Linked DNA regions of Sus scrofa: region 2 is linked to region 1. A link is a contact called in public HiChIP or PLAC-seq data. All regions are on one chromosome and are shown on one strand. The core of a region is the stretch at or near the end of the contact, and the rest is flanking DNA. Distances in the headings are between cores, read along the strand shown. Region 1 overlaps TTC7B (tetratricopeptide repeat protein 7B). Region 2 overlaps TTC7B (tetratricopeptide repeat protein 7B).

Region 1 (6,438 bases), core at 2,055-4,554:
TTCGCCATCAGTTCTCCTTGGTCTTGCAGGCAGGTGGGCAGGGAGCCAGGTCTGCAGACTTGCTGACCCCCCAGAACCATCTCCTTTACCCCAAACCCTGCCTCCCTAGAGAAGAGGCTTGAGCTCAGGATCTTAGTCAGCTGGGTCGGGGCTCGCCCTGGCCCTGGAGCTGGCCTCCAGCCTTCATGAACTGGCTCTTTCATATGGAAATCAGCACGAGGGCCAAAGAGGACAGGGGTCCTGAGAACTGATGAGTTTCCTGTCACCTGGCCAGGTCACCAAGACCTGGGGAGGCTTCAATCCTTAGCAGCTCTCACTAGAACTGTCCTTTATTCTGCTGGGGGGACTCAGGAAGAGAAGGGAGGCAGTAATTTTGCTTACATGCAGGGATCCCACCCTGAGCACCTCCAGGCCAAACCCCAGGCTGGAGCCCATGGTCCCCGGATGACACAGCCTAGGTCCTGTCCTCACAGAGTGCCCAGCCAAACGCCTCCATCAGGGTCTGGGCTGCATAATCAGCATTACTCTCTGAGTTTGCGATGGCTGTGTCAGCTGTCCAGAGTGATCCCTTCTCCAGGGGCTCAGTGGGATGGCGAGACTACCTCCTCAGACTTTATCCCTGGGCCAGCTGCTTTCCTGCCTCTTGGCCCTTCCCCCAAGACCCTGCCTCCCTGGCTGACCTTGACTCATCATTCAAAGAGGAAACAGAAGCCAGCAGAGCAGACCTGGAGCCTCTGGAGGCACCAACCTGCAAGCCCATCACTGTCTCCTGGCCGGTCTTCTCTACCCCTCCTGCTGCACCTGAGAGCTGACACCTCAGGTCTGTGCCCTGGACCCCACCACTCTCTCACCCTCTGGAGGGATTCCTGCCTTCACGGACCCCCCTCTTCTTCCGGATGATGAGGGTCCCTGTGTGCTGTCAACATGCTTCTGTGCCAGCCATCTGAACCCCTCTTGACCCCACATCCCTCTCCGGCTGCCTCACCCCCTGGGCACCCCCATTCTGCTCCCCAGGGGCCCTTTCGGGAGGATTGTGTACCCCCTGCCTCCAAGGCCTCACCTGTACCCACTCTGCAGCCCACACCAGTGTGGCTCTGTTCCCACCCAAACCTGTCTTCTCAGGTCACCAACAACTCCCAGACGCCAAGTGCAAGCAGTGCTTTTGTCTCCACCTTATTCAACCTCCCAGCAGCACTTGCTACCTGCCAGAGCCACCTTAAAGATCTCTATCTTACCTATCATCTAGCCATCCATCTACGTATCATCTATCTATCCATCCATCCATCTACGTATCATCTATCTACCCATCCATCCATCTACATATGTATCATCTATCTATCCATCCATCTACGTATCATCTATCTACCCATCCATCTACGTATGTATCATCTATCTATCCATCCATCCATCTACGTATCATCTATCTATCCATCCATCCATCTACGTATCATCTATCTACCCATCCATCCATCTACGTATGTATCATCTATCTATCCATCCATCTACGTATCATCTATCTACCCATCCATTTACGTATGTATCATCTATCCATCCATCTACATATGTATCATCTATCCATCCATCCATCTACGTATCATCTATCTACCCATCCATCTACATATGTATCATCTATCTATCCATCCATCTACATATGTATCATCTATTTATCCATCCATCTACGTATCATCTATCTACCCATCCATCTACATATGTATCATCTATCTATCCATCCATCTACGTATGTATCATCTATCTATCCATCCATCTACGTATCATCTATCTATCCATCCATCTACGTATGTATCATCTATCTACCCATCCATCTACGTATGTATCATCTATCCATCCATCTACATATCATCTATCTATCCATCCATCTATCCATCCATCTATCCATCCATGTATCATCTATCCATCCATGTATCATTTATCTATCTATCAATCTATGTATCTATCTATCTATCTATCCATCCATCTATCTTTTTAGGGCCGCACTGCAGCATATGGAGGTTCCCAGGCTAGGGGTCAGATTGGAGCTGCAGCTGCTGGCTTATGCCACAGCCACAGCCACGCCAGATCCAAGTCACATCTGTGACCTACACCACAGCTCACGGCAACGCTGGATCCTTAACCCATGGAGTGAGGCCAAGGATGGAACCCGCATCCTCATGGATCCTAGTCGAGATCATTACCGCTGAGCCAGGACTGGAACTCCGAAGACCTTTCTTTTAATAGACAGTAGATGCTACCTGCTTAACCCTCTCTGAGCATTGTCCTGTGGGACTGTCACAACTGTCACTGTTTTGCAGAGAAGAAGACTAGGGCTCGAGGGAGTAGGTACCACTGCTAGACCATGTAGGACCAGGACCTCCACGGGTCCGAGTCCTCGATCATCGCACCGGGCAGGCTCCTTTGTAAACCCCCTTGGCCCTGGTTTCCTCCTGCCTTGCTGCCCACTTCCTTCCTGATCCTTTGGCTTTTCCTCTCCTCCCTAAATTTTAAATGTTGGGGGCTCAGGTTTGGGTCCTGGCCCTTTCTCTCCTCCGTCAATAGTCTCTTCCTAGGCCTTCTCATCACAGCCCTGGGCTTTAACTCCTACTCCCAACTTATGTTTCGAGCCGAAATCTCAAGTGTAGACTTGAATATCCAGCCACCGACCTGACACCTTCACTTGCATGTCCCCAGGCACCCGACACACTCAAATTAAAAAAAAAAAGGGCTCAAATAGGGTTCGAACAGGACTCTGGTTTCTCTTGCTCCCTGAGCCCTGCCCATCCATTTCCCCCGCCCCATGGCAGAACGTGGAATCATCAGTCACCCGCCGACTCCAGCCCCAACACAGGGCTCCTTTGCCTTCACCCCCACGTCTAATCTATCAGCAGGTCCCATCAGTTCTACCTGGAAAATGCATCTCAGGTTTCCCTTCTCTCCAGCCTCTTGATGCCACTTCAGACCAGCTGTTCCCCTTGGTCACGCAGACCCGTGGTCCTGACCCACCCTTTCCACTGTGCTGCCTCCCACTCCGCGCCCCACACTCAGCGGGTGGGATCTTAGAAACCTCCCTCTGGGCCTTTCACCCCCTGCTGGACATCCTTCCACAGCTTTTCAGTGTGTTTAGGAAGAGATCTTGACCTGGTCACCAGGGCTGGCTCTTCCCACCTCACCTTGGCCATGCAAGTCTTCCTATTTTGGCTTCAGGCCCTGTGGCCTCTAACGCTCAGAGCTCACGCGGTCTGCAGGCCTGCCCGCAGGCGTCCTGCACCTGCCAGTGCTCAGGTCTCGGCTGGCCTCGGCTGGGGAAGATCTCTATTCCCAGTGCTGGCAGAGCCCGCACTACCCCCCCAGCCAGGGCACTCGGCTCTTGGCGCGGGGGGAATCAAGTGCTTCTGCAATTGTTCCGTTTCTCATCTCAAACTCCATGAAGGCTGAGCCTGTGTCTGTCTTCTGACCAGGGCACTCCAGAGCCTCGCCCCGAAGGCAGCACAAACGCCGATGTGCACAGATTCTGTGCGCATGGGGCTCAGTGCCTGCCCTGGGCAGGGGCTGGGGTTCTGGGGCCACACTGACTGGGTTTGAATTCTCGCTTCTCCACTGATTAACCATGTAACCCCAGGTGACTTGAGAGCTATTGTCTTAGTCTCTTTGTTGGTAAAATGGGGGTGATGAAGAGTATTTCGGCCTTGGGTGCCTATTACAAGGATGAACCAAGTTAAAACAAAGAAAGTCCTTGGAATAACGTCTGACACATGCACAGTGCCTGGTAAACGTTAGCTTCCTGCACACTGTAGACAGGAATCCAAACCCCTGGGGCCGTAGAAGGGGCAGATCTGGCGGGACTGACCCATGGAGATTGGCACTGCGTCAGGGCGGGCCTGCCCCCTGGGTACTGCGTGTTCCCTCCCGCAGGCACTCCCTGTGCAGTGACCCTCACGCCACCTGTCCAGGAGCTGTCTTCATCTCGTCATGGTGGCCATGCTACAGGATTACGCTTCAACCCAGCTTCCCAGGGGCTGGGAGAAGCCTGGTGGCGGGGGGAGGTGAACTGGCCGGGTCGAGCCAGGGCCAAGGAATGCATGTGTGGATCACAGCTTTACATTCCCAGCAGAAATCAGAAAATCTGATCTTGCACATCTAAGAATAGCCGCTGGTTTCAACTGTGAGAGGTGCCAAAGTGAAAGCTATAATTATTAGTAAGTAACAAGCAGAAATTATCCACCTACTGCAAAGTCATTTTTAGCTGCCATCCCAAAGTGGAGATTGAAGGATGGGCACTAAGAAGCCACTTGGCCTGGGGAAGACTCTGGTTCCAGTCTGACTGACTGGGAAGTGTGACTCTGCAGTGGCCAGCGATAAGGTGCGCATGCTCAAGAAGGGGGTAGATGTTTCCTAGGGAGCTTGGTGTCAAGTGCAACAAACATAAGATGCTTGGCTTCAACTCTCCCGACCCCTGCCCCAATGAGATGGAAGAGGTGCTGGCTTCGGTCTAGTCCGATTTCCCTTCTGCCAAATGGAGTAAAACAACTCTTCCGACTTTCTTTATAAGACGGTGCTTATACAAATGGCACTGGGAGATACATGGAACTTTTAGGAAAAGAGACCACAAAAGTGTGTAGTTGCTGTCTAAATATCAGGGGATGCCCAGCTGCTATGAAGAGAGGACTGATAAATGTAAAAATAAAAATTGCTTGGCAAAAAAAAAAAAATAGAATAACAATAAATAACCACAACAACCCCCCACAACACAAACAAAATTAAAATGGGGGCAAATAGTTCTAGCACATATGACACAAGGCAAATTTCTTGACACGTGATAAATGCTTACAAATCAAAGAAAAGCCCAATATCTAAGCAGATACATGGGCAGAGGCCATGAGCAGAGACCTGAAATACCGTTTCTACCTATCAGATTGGTGAAGATCTAGAAGTTGATGATTCACTGCGTTATAAAGGATGTGAGAAATCGGGAATTCACATCTCGTTGACCAGAATGCAAAGTGGCACGATTCGGTGGAAGGCAATGTGACATTTCTTAAAATGAAAGTGTCTCCACTCTTTGGTCCATCACTTCCAGTTTTAGGAGTCTACTTACAGATGCAGAACCATCTATAGAGGCTACTTATTGACTCATTGTTTGTAACAGCAAAACACTAGAAATAACCTAATGTTACTCAATGGGCTACTGGTTGAATTATGGTAAATTCACACAATGGCTTTACCCTCAGATGTGCCGACACGTCCAGGGGGAAACAGTGGTCACTCGTGGGGAGTGCGACTGATGCCCAGGGAGAGCAGAAAGCCTCTCCACATCTTGTGTGCCTTTTCAGTTGTGTACCACCTGCACATATTATTCACTCAAAAATACTTTAAATAGGAGTTCCCTTCGTGGCTCAGCAGAAAACGAACCCGACTAGGATCCATGAGGATGCAGGTTCAATCCCTGGCCTTGCTCAGTGGGTTAAGGATCCGGCGTTGCCATGAGCTGTGGTGTAGGTCACAGATGTGGCTCAGATCTGGCGTGGCTGTGGCTGTGGGGTAGGCCAGCAGCTGTAACTCTGATTCAACCCCTAGCCTGGGAGCTGAAGGTGCGGCCCTAACATAGCAAAAAAAAAAAAAAAAAAAAAAATTTTTTTAATAAAATTGTCACAGAGATCTAAACAAACCAAGCAACAAAGCACACACAACCTGCTTGGCCACCAGGTGTCCTGAGAGGACCCTGAAGACCGGGGTCAGAAGTGTCCGGGAAGGAGAAGGAGGACAGAGGGCAGGGGCCTCAGGGGGCAGATCCCAGTGCACAGGCACTGAGTGGTTGGCATCGCTGGCCTTGCTGGGTCTGTCTCCTGCGGGGCCTGTGGCTGTTCCCTCATGGAGCACCTGGAGGCTCATGTGTCCTAGTCATGATCTCTTTGCCATTCGGATGGACACACAAGTGGCCCAGGGACCTACTCCTATATCAGGCTGGAAATCTGAGGTCGTCTCAGAGTGACCTTACCTGCCAGCCTCAGATCTGGAGCCACCATCGGCCCCTGTCTCAAGCTCCCGCTACACTCAGCTCACCAGCAAAAACAACCAAGAGAGAAGATACCCATGCGTGCCAGAGAAGCACCTTGGCCTTGGATATTAGGCCTTGACCTCAATAGTTTCTTCTAAAGCTTGCAACATTTACAGACCCTGGCAGCACTGCTAGAGCTGATCATGGGCGCAGATGTTACCTGGTTTCCATAAAGTGTCAAAAATGGAGGTCACTTTTATTTTGCCTCCCAGAGCCATAGAGTTCAAACCACATATGGTAAAATCTTACAGTTCAGTGGAAGCTCGCTTTATGAATTCCTTCTGAAATTACCTCTTCAAAGACCATATTGAAAAATGATACAATTCCAATCTCGACTCAAAGTCAGCGCTTTGAAAGAGTCCCTATGGTGCCCATGCTATAAAGATGCT
Region 2 (6,438 bases), core at 2,153-4,652, 160 kb after region 1:
AACTTGAATTAAAGCTCTTAAACTCTCTACTTAATAACCACATGACAGTAATAACAACATGCAGTGAGTGTTAGTTACATGCCAGACACTAATCTGAGAGTTGACATAATTTTTCTAACTTTCACAGGAACGAGGGAGAAGTTACTATCATCTTCATTTCAGAGAAAAGGGATCTGGGGCTCTGAGCCATTAAGTGACTCACCCAAGATGACACAAGCATAAGCGGCAGACCCTTTGCCACCAGAGTTCTTGCTCTCAGCCTTTACATCCTTTCTCATATCTCAGATTCATCTATCTTTACATACAAAGCAGTACCGTGTCGTGGGTAAGAGTGTGGGCTTTGGAGCCAGACTTCCTGGTTCCGAATCCACAGCTGACTTTGCAGGTAAACTGCTATGTGCTCAGAGCAGTACCTGCCCAGAGCGAACACCCCAAACTCAGGAACTATCATGATTATTCTCTATACCACTACCCTCTCTCGGTAACAGTAGGCTGGACAGTCTCCAAGTGGAAGCATTGATTCATTTGTTATATTATTTATATATACATTTAATAACAGCTCTACTGACACATGATTCATATACCACAAACTTCATCTCCGTTTCAAGTGTACAACGCAGTGGTTTTAGCACAGTCACATAGTTGTGGAGCCCTTACCCCTAGTTAATTCCAAGACATTTTCATCCGCCCAAAAAGAAATCCCTACCCATTAGCAGGTGTTCCCCTTCCAGACTCTGGCGATTACTAATCCACGTTCTGTCTCTGTGGACTTGCCTACTCCACATATTTCATGCAAATGGAATCCTATGATAGAAATGGAATCCTACAAACCCTTTGTGTCCGACTTCTTCCACTTAGCACAATGTTTCAGGGGTTCATACCTACTGTAGCATGTATCAGTACTTCACTCCCTCTTTTTAACGGAGGGGAAATTTACGATATATAAGATGAACCATTTTAAGGTAAACAATTCTGCAGCATTTACTACATTCACAATATTGGACACCCTCCACCTCTATCCAGTTCCAAACACTCCATTCTTTTTTTATTGCCAAATAATATTCCGTTGTGTGGATGTAACACAACTTATTGATCCATTTGTCATTTATCCATCATGAATATTTGGATAGCTCACACTTTTTGGATAGTATGAATTATGCTGTTACGAATATTCACGTACTGGTTTTTACATGGACACGTTTTTAATTCTCTTGGATATACACCTAGAATAGAACTGGCAGGTCAGGTGGTAATCCTATGCTTTGTTATGTTATTTTTAATCTTTGTGCCACAAATCACATCTATGATCTACTACTCCCAATCTGCTTGGTGAAATACTAAGAAGTGAAAATACACGCACATGGAAAATACATGAATACACATGCGCAGACAGACTTGGATTCAAATCCTTGCTTCTCCAGTTTCTAGTTTTATGACCTTGAGCAACTTCCTCAATATCTCGGGGCCTCTGTTTCCCCATCAAGCAAATGAAAATAACAGCTCCTGCTCCAACTGATTATTACAAGGCTGAGCCCGCTGCCTGGCTACAGTAAGGAAGTCCTGAGGGAATGGCAACGCTCCTCAATGTTTCTGAGTATCTATAAAATATAGAAAAGCATGGAGAAGACGGTAACAATCACCGGTACCCCCGCCACTCGAAATTAAGCAAGTTAACATCTTAGCGCAGAGCCTCAACCTTGATGACACATGATGCCATGTAAACTCTGGTCCTGGTTCTAGTTTCTTTCCTAAGAAGAGTGCACTCATCACCCTCAGGGGGACCCCAACCATGCAACATGTAGCCCTGGGGTGCCCTAACATCAGCAAGGAATGAGAGCGGCCAGGGAACAGATGGGCCTTCCTTTCTCCATTCCACAAATTCTCACGGAGCACCACGGCTGGGCCTCCCAGGGCAGGACTGGTCTTCTCCCTGGAGATGGGCCGCCTCGAGAGGGATGGAGGAGAAAGACATGTCCAAAACAATATGAGAAGTTGAGTGACTGCGACAGACAAAGTATCACAGAAAGAACTAAGAAGAAGCACCTCAGTGGACCTTCACTGAGGGCCCCAAACTTTCTTTGGGCTCTTTGAGTCTCTGCTTGCTTCCCCCAAAAGAACCGACACAACCGACTTTAAATATGAATTTGGGTCAGAGGTAATAAGAGGGCTCTTACTCTTCTTACACCAACTAAATATAAACAGGAAGCTTTGACTAGCAACCTGAGATGAGTGGCTACATGCAACACAGCATCTCGCTTGCCACCGTCTGCAGAATCGTTAAATCTAGATGGGAGGAGGCCTGCGAGAGGGCTGCATCCACGATGAACAGTTCCCGGAGTCTTACACAGCAGATGCCCAGCAGGCCTCACAACTGCACTCCCGCATTTTCTGGGTTTTACACACGGGCAAAAGCATTCAGCAAGGACTCTCCCAGCCCCACTTCGGCCACCCCGTTCACTCCATTCAGAGTTTTCTCTCAAACTACTTTTTTTTTTTCACTGTCCCTAAAGAGATCTCAAGGCTTCAAAATATAAACAGCAGCTTCTGGAGTTCCCTCTTTTGGCTCAGGGGTAACGAACCCAACTAGTATCCATGAGAATGCAGGTTTGATCCCTGGCCTTGCTCAGTGGGTTAAGGATCCGGCATTGCCATGAGCTGTGGTGTAGGTCACAAACGCGGCTCAGATTCTGTGTTGCTGTGGCCGTGGTGTAAGCCGGCAGCTGCAGCTCCAATTCAACCCCTAGCCCAGGAACTTCCATATGCCACATGTGCACCCCTAAAAAGAAAAAATAAAGAATAATAAAAATTAAAAACAGCTTCTAAAGGGGAAAAAAAAAAGGATAGCCAATCTTCTCTTCTTACTCTGCAGATGAGGTCATTTAGGCTTAGAGAGAGAGGGTTCATAATTAGCCCAAGGTCACACAGAGACAGAGACAACCTGAACCCTGCTCCAGCGACCTCACTCCCAGGTCAAGTCCACAGTAGCTGGGACCCAGCCTGGAGAGTTTTTCTGCCAGGGAGGAAGAATCCTTCTGTTACTACATTGTACTTAGGCTCCAGGATACCCAGAAGGTCATGGTCATTAGCAAATACAAAATTCATAAAGATCAGGGTTGGGTTCTGTGCCTTAAAGACTCTAAGGAATACTCTAGGAATTACTAAGAAATACTCTAGGAAAACTCTCTTTGGGCTTCTATAGTCCTTATGACCAGGGATTTTTCAGTTCATGAAAAAAAAATGGAGATACATCCACTCCTGCTAATTCACACCTAGAATTCCTTTCCCTTTTCAAGTGATGCATGCCCTGACTGCTTAATGTGCTGAACGCACTGGGCTCCTGTGGGAGTCTCTGTAAACGCCGTGACCACACAGCACGATAACGGCGCCCATCAGGAGAGGTTCAGCTCCGGGCCGAGTGAGAACCGGCGAGGCGTGTGTGTAATTGCCTACACCAGGCACAGCTTTTGAGAAATGGCCCAGGAGTCCCTTAGGAGACTCAGTGATCCAAGGTTAATAAAGACGGTTGGCAAGTTCACACTTCTTCTGCGATCCCTGACCTCCAACGTAATCTCACAAAGACCCAAATTTCAGGGCCCAGGCCGCTCGGAAGGCTCTGCGCATACGCGAGCTTCCCAGCGAAGACGCGGCTCCCACGCCCCCTGGCGGCAAAGGCTGGCACTGCAAGAAAACGTCGGTTGGTCTCCGCTGCCTGCGAATCCCCTCCATCCCACGTTGGTGGGGCCCCAGACGCAGTGCGACCCGCTCAGGGCCTAATGTGAAATTCCCGGTTTCGAACGTGCCAAAGAACCCTACTGTTTAAATAAGAAGCCCGAGTGTTGTCTACTCTGTTAAGGGAGAAGGATGTTTTCAAGACCTCCTGCAACGTCCAACCAACTCTGGGAGCCACTCAATGCAACCCAAGGCACCTCACAGAGCCCCGGGGTAGACTTGGCCTCTGTGGTGCTGCGGGCGCTAGTCTCCGCACCTTGGAGTGCCTATGCAAATGATACAGCAGCCCTAATCTGCAAAGCAAGCACCTGAGAGCAAAGGAGAAAAAGAACTGGGGGCTGAAAACAGAGGGTCCACCCTTTACTCCTCCTCTTAACTGGGGGTGGTACCCATGTGGGGATGAAGGGCATTAAGAAGCAAGTGCTCAGTGGGTGTTCAGAAAGTTTTTTTAATGTTGCAATTATTAACAATTTACTATTATTATTCCAGAACCTGGCACATAGTAGGAGTTTAGGAAACCTGAGTTCCTCTCCCTTTCTTGTGAGGCTGTGCCTCATGGATCAAGGGACTGGGCAGGGAGGCCCAGCCAGGGGCCAGCACGGCTTCCTGCTCTTCTGCACCAGCCCCAGTGTGACTGGGGGAAAGCCGACAGAGCCAGCTCCCACACCCTCCCTCTCCCCAGAACAGTCTGTGCTCTGCTCCCGCCCCCAGAGAGCTCTGAGCTTTCCAAATATGGATGCTTTTTTCATTCCTGAAGCCTCAGGAACAGTTGGGGGAAGAAAATGAACACCAGACATGGTTTGGAGATGATGGAAGCCAAGGGATGGGTGATGGCAGCACGAGCACTGTGCTAGGAGTCAGGAGGCCTGGCTTTAAAATATTAGGTGATCGTTTATAATCTGGCCAGCTTGGTATGAGTCTAGGCCCCAAGGAGATCCTAGACCCAAACCCGAAGAGTGAAAAATACAGCGGCTAGCATGAAATGCAGGGGAGAAAAATTCATTAAGGAAGCCCAAGGAGGCCCTCACCTTCAAAGACAATGAGCCGTGGGAGACAGTTCTGAGCAAAACCACCTGAAAGACAGTCCACAAATTAGGATGATCCAGCCTGAAGGTGAGTGTGGGTAAAAGAGTTGGAGACAAGATTATTTTTTATAAAAAGCAGGCCCAAACCAGCATCTATTTTCATCTAAAAATGGAGAGCATTTCAGAATATACGAAAAACACTGCACTTTTGCTTAAGCAACCTGTGTTACTCAGGTTGAGTTTATCTTCAATAGTGTGGCCCTGGATGCCAGGGGCAAAGGTTTAAAGAACCATCCCAACACAAGTTCTCCTGTGTGGCCCGCATGGTCCCCAGTGCAAATGCCCAGGTCCACAGCCAGCAGCTTAGAGGTGGCACAGCCTCGGAGCCCACCCCAGAGCAGGTGTATGTTTGTTGCTTTAATGAATTAATTAATCCTACAACCTAAGAGAGGCAAGTGGCAGATGGGAAGTAATTAAACAAAAACAGAATGCCAAGCTGGATGGTACTAACTATAAATAGAGGTGGTGGGATCGGAGGAAGGAGAGGCTAAAGTGGGCAGTGGAGCCGGCGGGGTTGTCACTGAGGTGTCACCGAGGGTGGATTCCTCCCAGGGGGGAGGAGAGGCTCCACGCTGGAGGGAAACGACAAGCGACATGCGGAGGTGGGAACAGGCCTGGCAGGGGTGAGGCGGGTGGGCGGACAGCCGGCAGGCCGCCTGGAGCCGAGTGTGGGTGGGAGAGAGCAGGACTCGGGTCCAGCCTGGCCAGATCAGGACAGAGCCTCGGGAATGGGGAAAGAATGAACGGCCATGTCTAGACTTGTTACTGTCGGCAGAACTCTCAGGAAGCCGGGCTTCAGCAATCGGGGCAAAGGTAGCAGTGGCCGTCCGCTCCTGACTTACCTTCGTGAGCATTTTTCCCTGGGACATTAAACCTCAGGCTGCCTTCTGCCTTCATCACATTCTAACTTTGACCTACTTAAGAGGAGAAATCTGCCACAAATGTACCAAAGCTCATGGGTTTTAGGCCCTGTAAACCCCAGGGAAAAGCACCTGCATCCCTCCTCCCTTCCTGAGCCCAGAGCCCCCCTCTTACCTGCAGCCCCTGGTCCTATAGGTAGGGCTCCCCTCTTACCTAAAGGCACTAGGCCTACAGGTAGAGCTCCCCCTCTTACCTGCTGCCACTGGGCCTACAGGTAGACCTCCCCCTCTTACCTGCTGCCACTGGGCCTACAGGTAGACCTCCCCCTCTTACCTGCTGCCACTGGGCCTACAGGTAGACCTCCCCTTCTCACCTGCAGGCACTGGGCCTACAGGTAGAGTCCCCCTCTCACCTGCTGGGCCTCTTGCCTTCCTCACTCTCTGTGGTCCTCAGAGTGCAATTCAGTCCCTCCTGCCTTGCAACCCAATCTAACACACAGTCAGTTCTTGAATCCTGACCAACAAACCAATAGCCTAGAGACCCACGGCACGGGGAGCAGTAGCCCAGAATTAGAATGGTTCCCTGGACAGCACCCCCTTGTGGTCCAGAGGTATCACCAGGTTCGACTCCAACCCAGTGTCTCACCCCGACCCTCCAGAGAGGCTTGGCCCCCACTCCTGTAATCCTGACCTGGTTTAACCACAGCATCACTGCCCAGTCAGCTAAGCTAAAAACCTCACAGCAACCTTGACTCCTTCTCAAC

The links. HiChIP or PLAC-seq counts read pairs in DNA pulled down with a chosen protein or histone mark.
Region 2: an H3K27ac HiChIP or PLAC-seq map of skeletal muscle shows a contact between it and region 1, with 3 times the contacts expected there. The contact joins two enhancer-like sites. A contact is called at or near these places in 1 of 47 Hi-C or Micro-C datasets (skeletal muscle) and 1 of 2 datasets of contacts at active chromatin or transcription factors (skeletal muscle).

Annotation. Positions count from the first base shown.
Region 1 is chr7:112,307,432-112,313,869 of Sscrofa11.1, forward strand. The region is part of intron 18 of TTC7B (tetratricopeptide repeat protein 7B); the gene reads right to left. Among named protein-coding and RNA genes, the nearest start is that of CALM1, 150 kb to the left of the region's middle. Within about 2 kb of position 3,305, at least 1 of the 83 cell types and tissues checked has an H3K27ac peak or open chromatin away from gene starts, as enhancers often do. A contact at or near this core is called in skeletal muscle, where this site is marked.
Region 2 is chr7:112,468,884-112,475,321 of Sscrofa11.1, forward strand. All of the region lies in intron 3 of TTC7B (tetratricopeptide repeat protein 7B), which reads right to left. Among named protein-coding and RNA genes, the nearest start is that of TTC7B, 47 kb to the right of the region's middle. Within about 2 kb of position 3,403, at least 28 of the 83 cell types and tissues checked have an H3K27ac peak or open chromatin away from gene starts, as enhancers often do. A contact at or near this core is called in skeletal muscle, where this site is marked.